Regions from separate parts of the Mus musculus genome. Here region 1 is linked to region 2. The links are chromatin contacts, called in public Hi-C maps. All regions are on one chromosome and are shown on one strand. Each heading gives the region's core, a stretch centred on a gene start, on an enhancer-like site or on the middle of the called end of the contact. The rest is flanking DNA. Distances are from core to core; before and after follow the strand shown.

The links. Hi-C and Micro-C count contacts between places; a contact is called where the count stands out from the background.
Region 1: a Hi-C map of bone marrow-derived macrophages shows a contact between it and region 2, with 39 read pairs. The contact joins two enhancer-like sites. A contact is called at or near these places in 3 of 484 Hi-C or Micro-C datasets (bone marrow-derived macrophages, conventional type 1 dendritic cells and nephron progenitors), 3 of 115 datasets of contacts at active chromatin or transcription factors (bone marrow-derived dendritic cells, embryonic stem cells and microglia) and 2 of 9 other capture datasets (bone marrow-derived macrophages and embryonic stem cells).

The regions. Positions count from the first base shown.
Region 1 is chr2:145,728,802-145,733,229 of GRCm38.p6, forward strand. The region is part of intron 2 of BC039771 (cDNA sequence BC039771); the gene reads left to right. Among named protein-coding and RNA genes, the nearest start is that of Gm34513, 7.2 kb to the left of the region's middle. Within about 2 kb of position 1,895, at least 39 of the 459 cell types and tissues checked have an H3K27ac peak or open chromatin away from gene starts, as enhancers often do. A contact at or near this core is called in bone marrow-derived dendritic cells and bone marrow-derived macrophages, where this site is marked.
Region 2 is chr2:145,885,803-145,889,722 of GRCm38.p6, forward strand. It overlaps Rin2 (Ras and Rab interactor 2), which reads left to right. Exons shown (of 13, transcript NM_028724.4): 13 at 1-1,814. The coding sequence ends at 121. All of the region lies in intron 2 of Gm39954 (a long non-coding RNA gene), which reads right to left. Among named protein-coding and RNA genes, the nearest start is that of Gm39954, 6.4 kb to the right of the region's middle. Within about 2 kb of position 2,324, at least 190 of the 459 cell types and tissues checked have an H3K27ac peak or open chromatin away from gene starts, as enhancers often do. A contact at or near this core is called in bone marrow-derived dendritic cells and bone marrow-derived macrophages, where this site is marked.

The DNA of each region.
Region 1 (4,428 bases), core at 645-3,144, 160 kb before region 2:
CCATGGGGTCTTGGCTATAATAAGCTACAATATTAAGTAAGTGAGGCAGAAGTTGGTGAGTGCAGATTCTGGAATGGTACACTCCAGAAGATTAACAAGTAGGGCTGAGGCTTTAAAATTCTCTCTTCTACATTTTCGATGGCTTTGTTTTGCTTTTGTGATAAAAATGATACTTTTGGTGTAAAAAAAAAACAGATTTAAATTCACCCACGATGAGCTGTTATATCATAATTCTGTAGCCAAAAATATTGACAAGTTCAACCAGAAAATACTGTCTTTATGTCTGGGGTATAGTTTTAACATGTTTTAAGGAGGGAGGCATTTGGAAACATAGATAACTTATAGAAAACTAGATGTGTTGGTAATATGATCCCAAATGTTTCATGTGAAATGATCGATAATATCTTTGGGTCTTACTAAGTGACAAAATGTGCTGTGTAGTTTAGAATAAAACACGGTATCCTTAAATGCTGAACACAGAAAGCAAGTGTTTCTCGTGTTTGCTCTGAACCGTTTCATGGCAGGTGAGACGTAAATGTGTACTTGAAAAGTCACAAGTGGGGTGTGAAAGCAGGGATTGCTGAGGTTTGAGAAGCTTGGCCGTAGGAGATTCACAAACGTGGGGAAGAGAGTCACCCAAAGCCAGCCACTCTGACGCTATCTATACCCAGGCTGTCTGCTGCAGGCTCGACTCTCTTGAGCATTTAGGTTTGTGAGTGGTACGTGGATAGGTGACCGTGCTGTACACCTCCTCTGCCCTCTTTTTTTCTCTTCCTCGGTGCCTCCACCAGCCCGATGCTTCCTGATCCTGACTCATGGTGACTGTTCACAGCAACTGCTGCAGTCATGTAACATTCTACCCAAGGCTGCTCCCCCTCCCCACCCACATTGTTAAAGTCATTCAGCCCCTGATTTTTAAAGTCTACATGCTCATCTATAGGGCCAAAATAAACTAGATCCCCTCCAAACATTAATTCAATACTATGAATTAATTTTATGAAATTTGGCTATGTCTTGTTTTTCTACTCACAAAGAGGCTCAACATTTGTTTCTGCGTGGTTGTAATAAGCTCATACATCGAGTCTGAGCTTCATGGCTTTGTGTTTGCTTCCAGAAGGTTCCATAGTGATGGATTCCAGTAACTTTGAAGATTGCTTGTGAGATAATCAGATTTGTTTGTTTTGGTTTTTTTTTTTATTTCATTTGAATGGATTTAATCTTATCCTCTTATCTAAAGCTATTAAGTAATTCATTTTGAGAATTAAATTATGCTAGAGAAAAGACAATACAGCAGAAGCTTTTATATGTAAAGATAAAAGGAATATAAAGCAAAAAGTCAAAGTTTCAAAGTTTGGTGGTATGCAAAAGAAATCAAAGAAGGCATATAAAGGAATGTTGAAGAGTATCAAAAACTATTACATTGCTCCCCTTTGCTTCTCACCACTCCTGAGTTTGCTGACAAGAGTTCAGTTGTTTTGTGCAGTTGCACTGGGACGATGCTGGTTTACTTTGTCATCATTGCGTTTCTTTGTTTTGGAAAGTCACTTTTCTGCTGCTCCTTTACACGCCATAAAAGCGGAAGCCACCCCGACATTCTCGGTGTGGTATTTGCTGATACTGAAGTGTGTTTATGTGGTTTCAATCTGTAGTCCCCAAACCCCTGCTCCTTAACCTTTTCTTTTGGATAATGTGAATCATGGTTCGTTTTTGTTTTTTGTTTTGTTTTTTTTTCTTCTACCCTCGGCTCCATGATTCAGAACCATTCACTTCCTCAGGATCACTAAATTGCCCCCACAGCCCTCTGGGAAGCTGATTTGTCATGACTGAGCAAGCCACCTTGTGTGCCATTGGCCAGCACCAGCTGAATAGCTACCCTGAGGGAGTGGGATAAAGGTGGCCGCCACATCCTGCTTTGGGGAAGTGACAAAAGGCCCAGTCTTGAGGATGTGTCTGCTTTGTAGCAGTGCATGGGTTCCTCTTTATTTATAATGTACAGATAAATCTCATATTGAGAAAAGACAAAGCTGTCTCATTGGTGGACTCACTTCTACTCACAAGGTGCAGTTATAAGAGTTGAGCATCACCATCCCCACGGGTTCATGGTACATGTTTGTGAGTGACTTGAATTTTACCATATAGATGCAGCTTTGAAAAACTTGGAACGGATTCATATACCCCAAACACATTTGAACTTACTTGAGTCTAATTTCAGAGAAATTCGAGGCAAGAGTTTTTTTTTTTTTTTTTTTTTTTTTTTTTCTGTCCCTCCTTAGACGAGACGTACCAAGTCATTCTGAAAGTGGTACCTTAGTTACGCTCAGGTATTTTCAGTAGTTTCCACTCCGTGTCATCTTGTCCATAGAAAGCTCGAGATTATCAGCCCCAAAGGTAGATGGGACCCCACCTCTACATGAGGCCCTTTTCTTACTTATTGTAAAACAAACCTTTCAGGTTCATGAGACAAAGTAGTTTAAGAATGGGGACAAACATGTAAAGTAGTTACAGGCTGGACACGTGTCAGAAGGTCAGTTTTGCTTTCAGCTTTAGGTAGTGTTAAGACTGAGTTTTTAAAAAAGATTTATTTATTTGTATTATGTATCTGAGTACACCGTAGCTGTGCAGATGGTTGTAAGCTATCATGTGGTTGCGGGAAATTGAACTCAGGACCTCTGCTCGCTTCGGCCCAAAGATTGATTTATTATTATATGTAAGTACACTGTAGCTGTCTTGAGACACAGCAGAAGAAGGCGTCAGATCTCATTACGGATGGTTGCTGGGATTTGAACTCAGGACCTTTGGAAGAGGAGTCAGTGCTCTTAACCGCTGAACCATCTCTCCAGCCCAAGACTGAATTTTTACCTCAGGTTTCCTGTAAGCTTCCCAACATGGAAACTTAGGGATAGAAACACTGGTAGCAAACAGTGCCTCCTGGAAAGGGGTGGATGTCACTGACCCTAAGCTGAGTCACAAGCATACAAAGCTGGATCAAGAGACAGAGAGAAGGCTCGGTCTGTAAAGGCCCTTACCACCAAGCCTGGCAAAATGGAAGCTGAAAGATACTGGAAAATTACCTTTATATTTTCAAAATTAAAATCACTCCATGGTCAGTAGCTTGTTTGGGGTCAGGTACTGTGGAGGGCCAAGGCTGAGGATCAAGTTCTCATGGATTGGATGTAGAGTCTGAGCTTCAGTCAAGAGCTAAAAGCACACATTGGCATTCAAATCCTGATTGCTGTGAATTTCAGTAGTAGTGAAGTGTTATGTTACCTGTCAGACCTATAAAGATTTAATAATTGTTAATGCTCATAGTTTAAAAGAGGTTGTGACATGGTTTAAAATACACACAAAAAAACTAAAAACAAATTTTTTTTAGTTAGTTGAGGTATTGTGGTATATCTATCTGTCTTTGAAGTAATATTTTACACTTATGAAAGAGACAAGGTAGATATATCTGATGAATACACCAGTAGACAGTCTGCGCAGTGATTTCTCTATGTAAAAAATGTGTGTGCACATGTACCTCACATACGAACACATTTGAGCATTCATACATATCCATGTTCCTAACACCTAGTAAGATTTATTTCTAGGTGAATAAAGACTAGAATGTGTTTTAGTCAGGTAGCATGGCCATAACAAAATACTACCAAGATAATAGCTTTTGCAACAGAAATATACTACATTTAGTTCTGAAAGCCAGGGAGGGCTGAGATCAGCGTGCCCACGTGGTTGGGTTCTGGTGAGGGCTGCTTCCTGGCTTGCCGTGGGCTTCCTGACTTGTTGCTGGCTTCCTTCTCCCTACATCCTCAAGTGGTAGAGAATGTGAGCAAGCACTCAGGGAACCGAGGGCACTAACACCATTGTGGGGGGTGGGGTGTACTGGTTAGTTTTGTGTCAACTTGACACAGCTGGAGTTATCACAGAGAAAGGACCTTCAGTTGAGGAAATGCCTCCATGAGATCCAACTGTAAGGCATTTTCTCAATTAGTGATCAAGGGGGAAAAGCCCCTTGTGGGTGGGACCATCTCTGGGCTGGTAGTCTTGGGTTCTATAAGAGAGCAGGCTGAGCAAGCCAGGAGAGGCAAGCCAGTAAAGAACATCCCTCCATGGCCTCTGCATCAGCTCCTGCTTCCTGACCTGCTTGAGTTCCAGTCCTGACTTCCTTGGTGATGAACAGCAGTATGGAAGTGTAAGCCGAATAAACCCCGTCCTCCCCAACTTGCTTCTTGGTCATGATGTTTGTGCAGGAATAGAAACCCTGACTAAGACAAATTGGTACCAGCAGAGTGGGGTATTCCTGTGACAACCTGACCATGTTTTGGGGAGGACTGTGGAAGGACTTTGGAACTTTGGGCTTGAAGATCCATCCGTTGTTAAGAGCTCTGTCGGATGTTGTGTAGGAGCTTGGAAGATAATGTTGAGAACACT
Region 2 (3,920 bases), core at 1,074-3,573:
GATCAAGGCCGAACTGCACAGCCGGCCTCAGCCCCACATCTTCCACTTTGTCTACAAACGAATCAAGAGTGATCCTTACGGGGTGATTTTCCAGAATGGAGAAGACCTCACTCCCTCATAGGGGACACTTGGGACTTCCCATTGATACATCCAAAAAGGGAGCTGAGAGTCTAGCTTTCTGGCTGCCTTGGGTTTGAGCTTAGAAGACAGCCACCTCCTCAAGCATCCCTCAGTTCAGTGACTAAGCCATCCATAGGCTGATTTGGCCAAGGGCATCCTTTAGATACATTGCCCAGATGAGGTAGCTGAGATTTGGGAAATAGTAAGACTCTCATCCAGAAATGGTAAATTGCATTTAATGGTTCAGGTGTCCTGAGATCACTGGTTAGTTAACTAGTTAACCTTAGCCAGCTTCAGGGTTGGCTTACACATCTGTATATGTGCTGAGGAAACACTTAAGGTACAAACTCTTCTCTTGGATTCGATAGCAGCTGTTGACAAGACTGTCCGATGCAGTTCGTCAGGTCCCTCTCAGCTTTGTGGATGGCTCCATCCTTCCCTCTTGCCCTTCTTTTGTCCATCCTTCATCCTATACTTTTTTTTTTTTACAAAGAGCCTTTGTGTTTTTATATATTTCATAGAAAATTTTATAGCAGTTGCAGGTAAACTGTCAGGATTGGTTTTTAAAATATTTTTGTAACTTTTAAAATATTCTATAAGTATGCATGTGATTTAACATTTAATATTTGAAGATAAATCTCTTGCTGGATTTGAGAGTACTGCATTTTAGACGCCTCATAGATAATCTCTCTTCTATAACTGGATATTTTCGGCAAATTTGTGGGGAGAGACTTCTGGTTGTCTTAAAGAAATCCCTGACGCTGGCCACAGGCTGCCTTTGAAAAATCGGGTGTACTGTTGTTACATTGTTGTTACATTGTTCACTTTTAGCGGTGTATTGTTACATTGTTCACTTTTAGTGCTGGTGTCTGTTTATGTTTTTAAGCAATCGAGGCTGAGAATTAGAAGAGAAATGAATGTAGAGAGAGGTAGAGAGAGAAACACAGACTCTAAGGGGGGGACTGAGGAATGTAGTCTGCAGGTTCAGGCTCTTCGCAAGACGTTGGAAAAGGAGTCAGTACTGTAAAATATGTGCTGCGGTGAGCTTTGACAAAGATCTGTTCCATATGCTATCTGCTTTGGGGAAAAGTAAATCAAGGATAACGATCCCTCTGACCCATTTTGTAAGCCGACACTAAGGACATCCATTTATTTGGAGGCAGAAACCAAGTCATGTATAATACGAGTTTAGTTGAGTTCAATGAGATGTTGATGGGGAGAGAATGCACTAAAACCAAAACCAAACCAAAAACAAAACAAAACAAAAAACAAACCTTCTGTATTTGGTTGGGGCATGGTAGAGCTAACATTCACACACTAGCATGCTGGGTTCCATCCTCAGTGTGACAAATAATGAGCAAAACAAGCAGAAAACATGGATGTATGGTGAAGTTAGACTTATGTTGTATAAGATGAGTTTATGGACACACGTATTCCAGAAGGGTCATACATCAGTGTAATACAGATCATTGCAAAACAAAAGCAGAAAGCCATGTTACTATCCTGTGTAAGGATGTTCAGGCATCTGATCTGGAGGACCTCGTACCCTGTACAAGGCTTTTGTTGTCCCAGAACCCTCCCTTGGCACATGCTGGGTTGTGCTTCCTTTTGTAAATGATTTTCAATGGAATTTTGCACATAATACATTGTAATACTGTACAATAATCCTATGTAAAATAATTTTTGCAATATTCTTCAGTTGTCTTTTTTGTTGTTGGTGGTGGTGGTGGCAGCTATTTGTTTGAGTCAGAATATAATCATGTACCCAAAGATGCTGTGCAAGTGTACATGACAGTGGCTGGGGCTTGGTGGCCTCTGCCTTTTACCATAGCACCCAGGAGGCAGAGGCACATGGATCTCTGTGAGTTGCAGGCAAGCTGTGCTACATAGTGAGACCCTGTTTCAAACATCCAGGGGCGCAAACACACATGTGTACGCATGCACACAGTACACAACCATGAACTCCACGTTGATCTGGTAGTTTTGAAGAGCAAATAGGACACTGCTCCAAAGCTTATGGACCAATGGAACAGAAATCAAAAAGCGAAGAGAACAGTTGGTCCATGGCCCACAAGTATTTGCACGATTATCCAGCCCAGTACTTGGCTTAGATGGCTCCAGAGCAAATCACAACTGATCTGAACTCAGAGCCAGGCAGGGTCCTGCAGACAACTCCTCCCTGTCCTTAGGCAACCTCTGCTGTATCCTGGCTGAGAGTTAGGATTGCAAAATCTGCTAGCATCGCAGGCCTGATCCTCTGCTGGGTGTTCTGGGGATTGCAGCCATGCGACTGCTAAGTGCCCATTGCATCCCTGTGGATAGGGAGAAGGGAAGTTCAGAGGGTTTCTGGGATATCCATAAGATAGCTACTTCAGAGACCAGAAGGAAGGCTGACTGAGCTTGCTTTCAATGTTTGGAGCGAAGAGACACTGCTCGCGACATCTGTCCAGTTGCCCTCCCAACTCTGCAAATTTAGACGATGAGGCTGTCCTTAGGCTGAGGTACTCCTCTTAGATTAAAAGCGGGTCACGACATCCAAATTAGGCAGTTCGAGCAGGCCCCGTGAGAGCAGAGTCAGAAAAGCTAGAATGAGCAGAAGAAAACATCACAAGACTTGCCCTGGTTTGTCATTGGGCAATGCTTCCCTGGCAGAGTTTCAACACATGTGTCTTCAGTTTTCCCCCCACGCAGGCATTTCTCACTTCTCAGTTTGTCAGGAAACAGGCCCTGGTGGAGTTTGGATAGGGTAAGAGCAGAGTAAAAATATACATGCTGGACGGAGGGAGAGGAGGGTGCACTTCCAGACCTAAAAATATCTTGAATGGCAGCCAGAGGAAGGAATTTTGTTTTTGATGTTGGACAGACTGCCAACTATGACCCCCTTAGGGACACAGAAAAAAAAGAAAGAAATGGAAATTGTTAAGGTTGTTTGTATCATGTGGAAGTTACTTTAAATCTACAAGCAAATGCAAACTAAAGGAAGGAAGCTGGGCCTGACTGCTTCCATTCACAAAGGCAGCCTCACTGCCCTAGCAGCTCTGACCTTCCTCTTCTGGAAGAAACATGAAATAAAAGGGGCCTGTGGTGTTTAGGAGCCTGGCTCTACCCTCAGGTGTCTGGGAAGACTCACACAGGTGGGGATCTGTCTATGTGGGACACGTGGTGTAATTGCCCAGAAGTGTCTGAGAACAAAATGGCGACTCTCTGTTTTCAGACCATTCGAGTATGGGTAAATTTGAGACCCAAATGTTGTTTGCCATTTGGTGATCCTTAGTCGTGTGGGGAAGATGACCTTCTCCACAAGTCACATTACAGTGCCGAATCACAAGCAGATGGCGGGAAAGGAGAGGGAGGGAAGAACTGGCATTTGTTTCAGGAAACATGTTCCATACTGAAAAGGGTCTGTGTTTTAGCATCAATGAGTGGGTAGCAGCTGGCCCAGACTTCCACATGAATATTGACTCTGTTGGGGAAGGAACCATAGGGAGTTTAAAAGAACAAAACAAAACAAAACAAAAAGAGGGAAGCATATTTGGAGTTAGGAGTGTAGCTTGATAATACAGGGCTTGTGTAACATACTCTTGGTCCTGTGTTCGATACCCAGCATGCACTGCACACGCACGGCTACCCACCACTCCTCACTCCCACCTGTACCCCCCACACACACACACACCCACCAGGAACTCACTCAGAGATCCGAAGGGTATCAGTACTCTTCATTTTACATTTTGTTGATGTCATTTGATGTTTAAGACAAGTTTCACCATGTACCCTAAAACTGGCCATAAACTTGCTGTGGT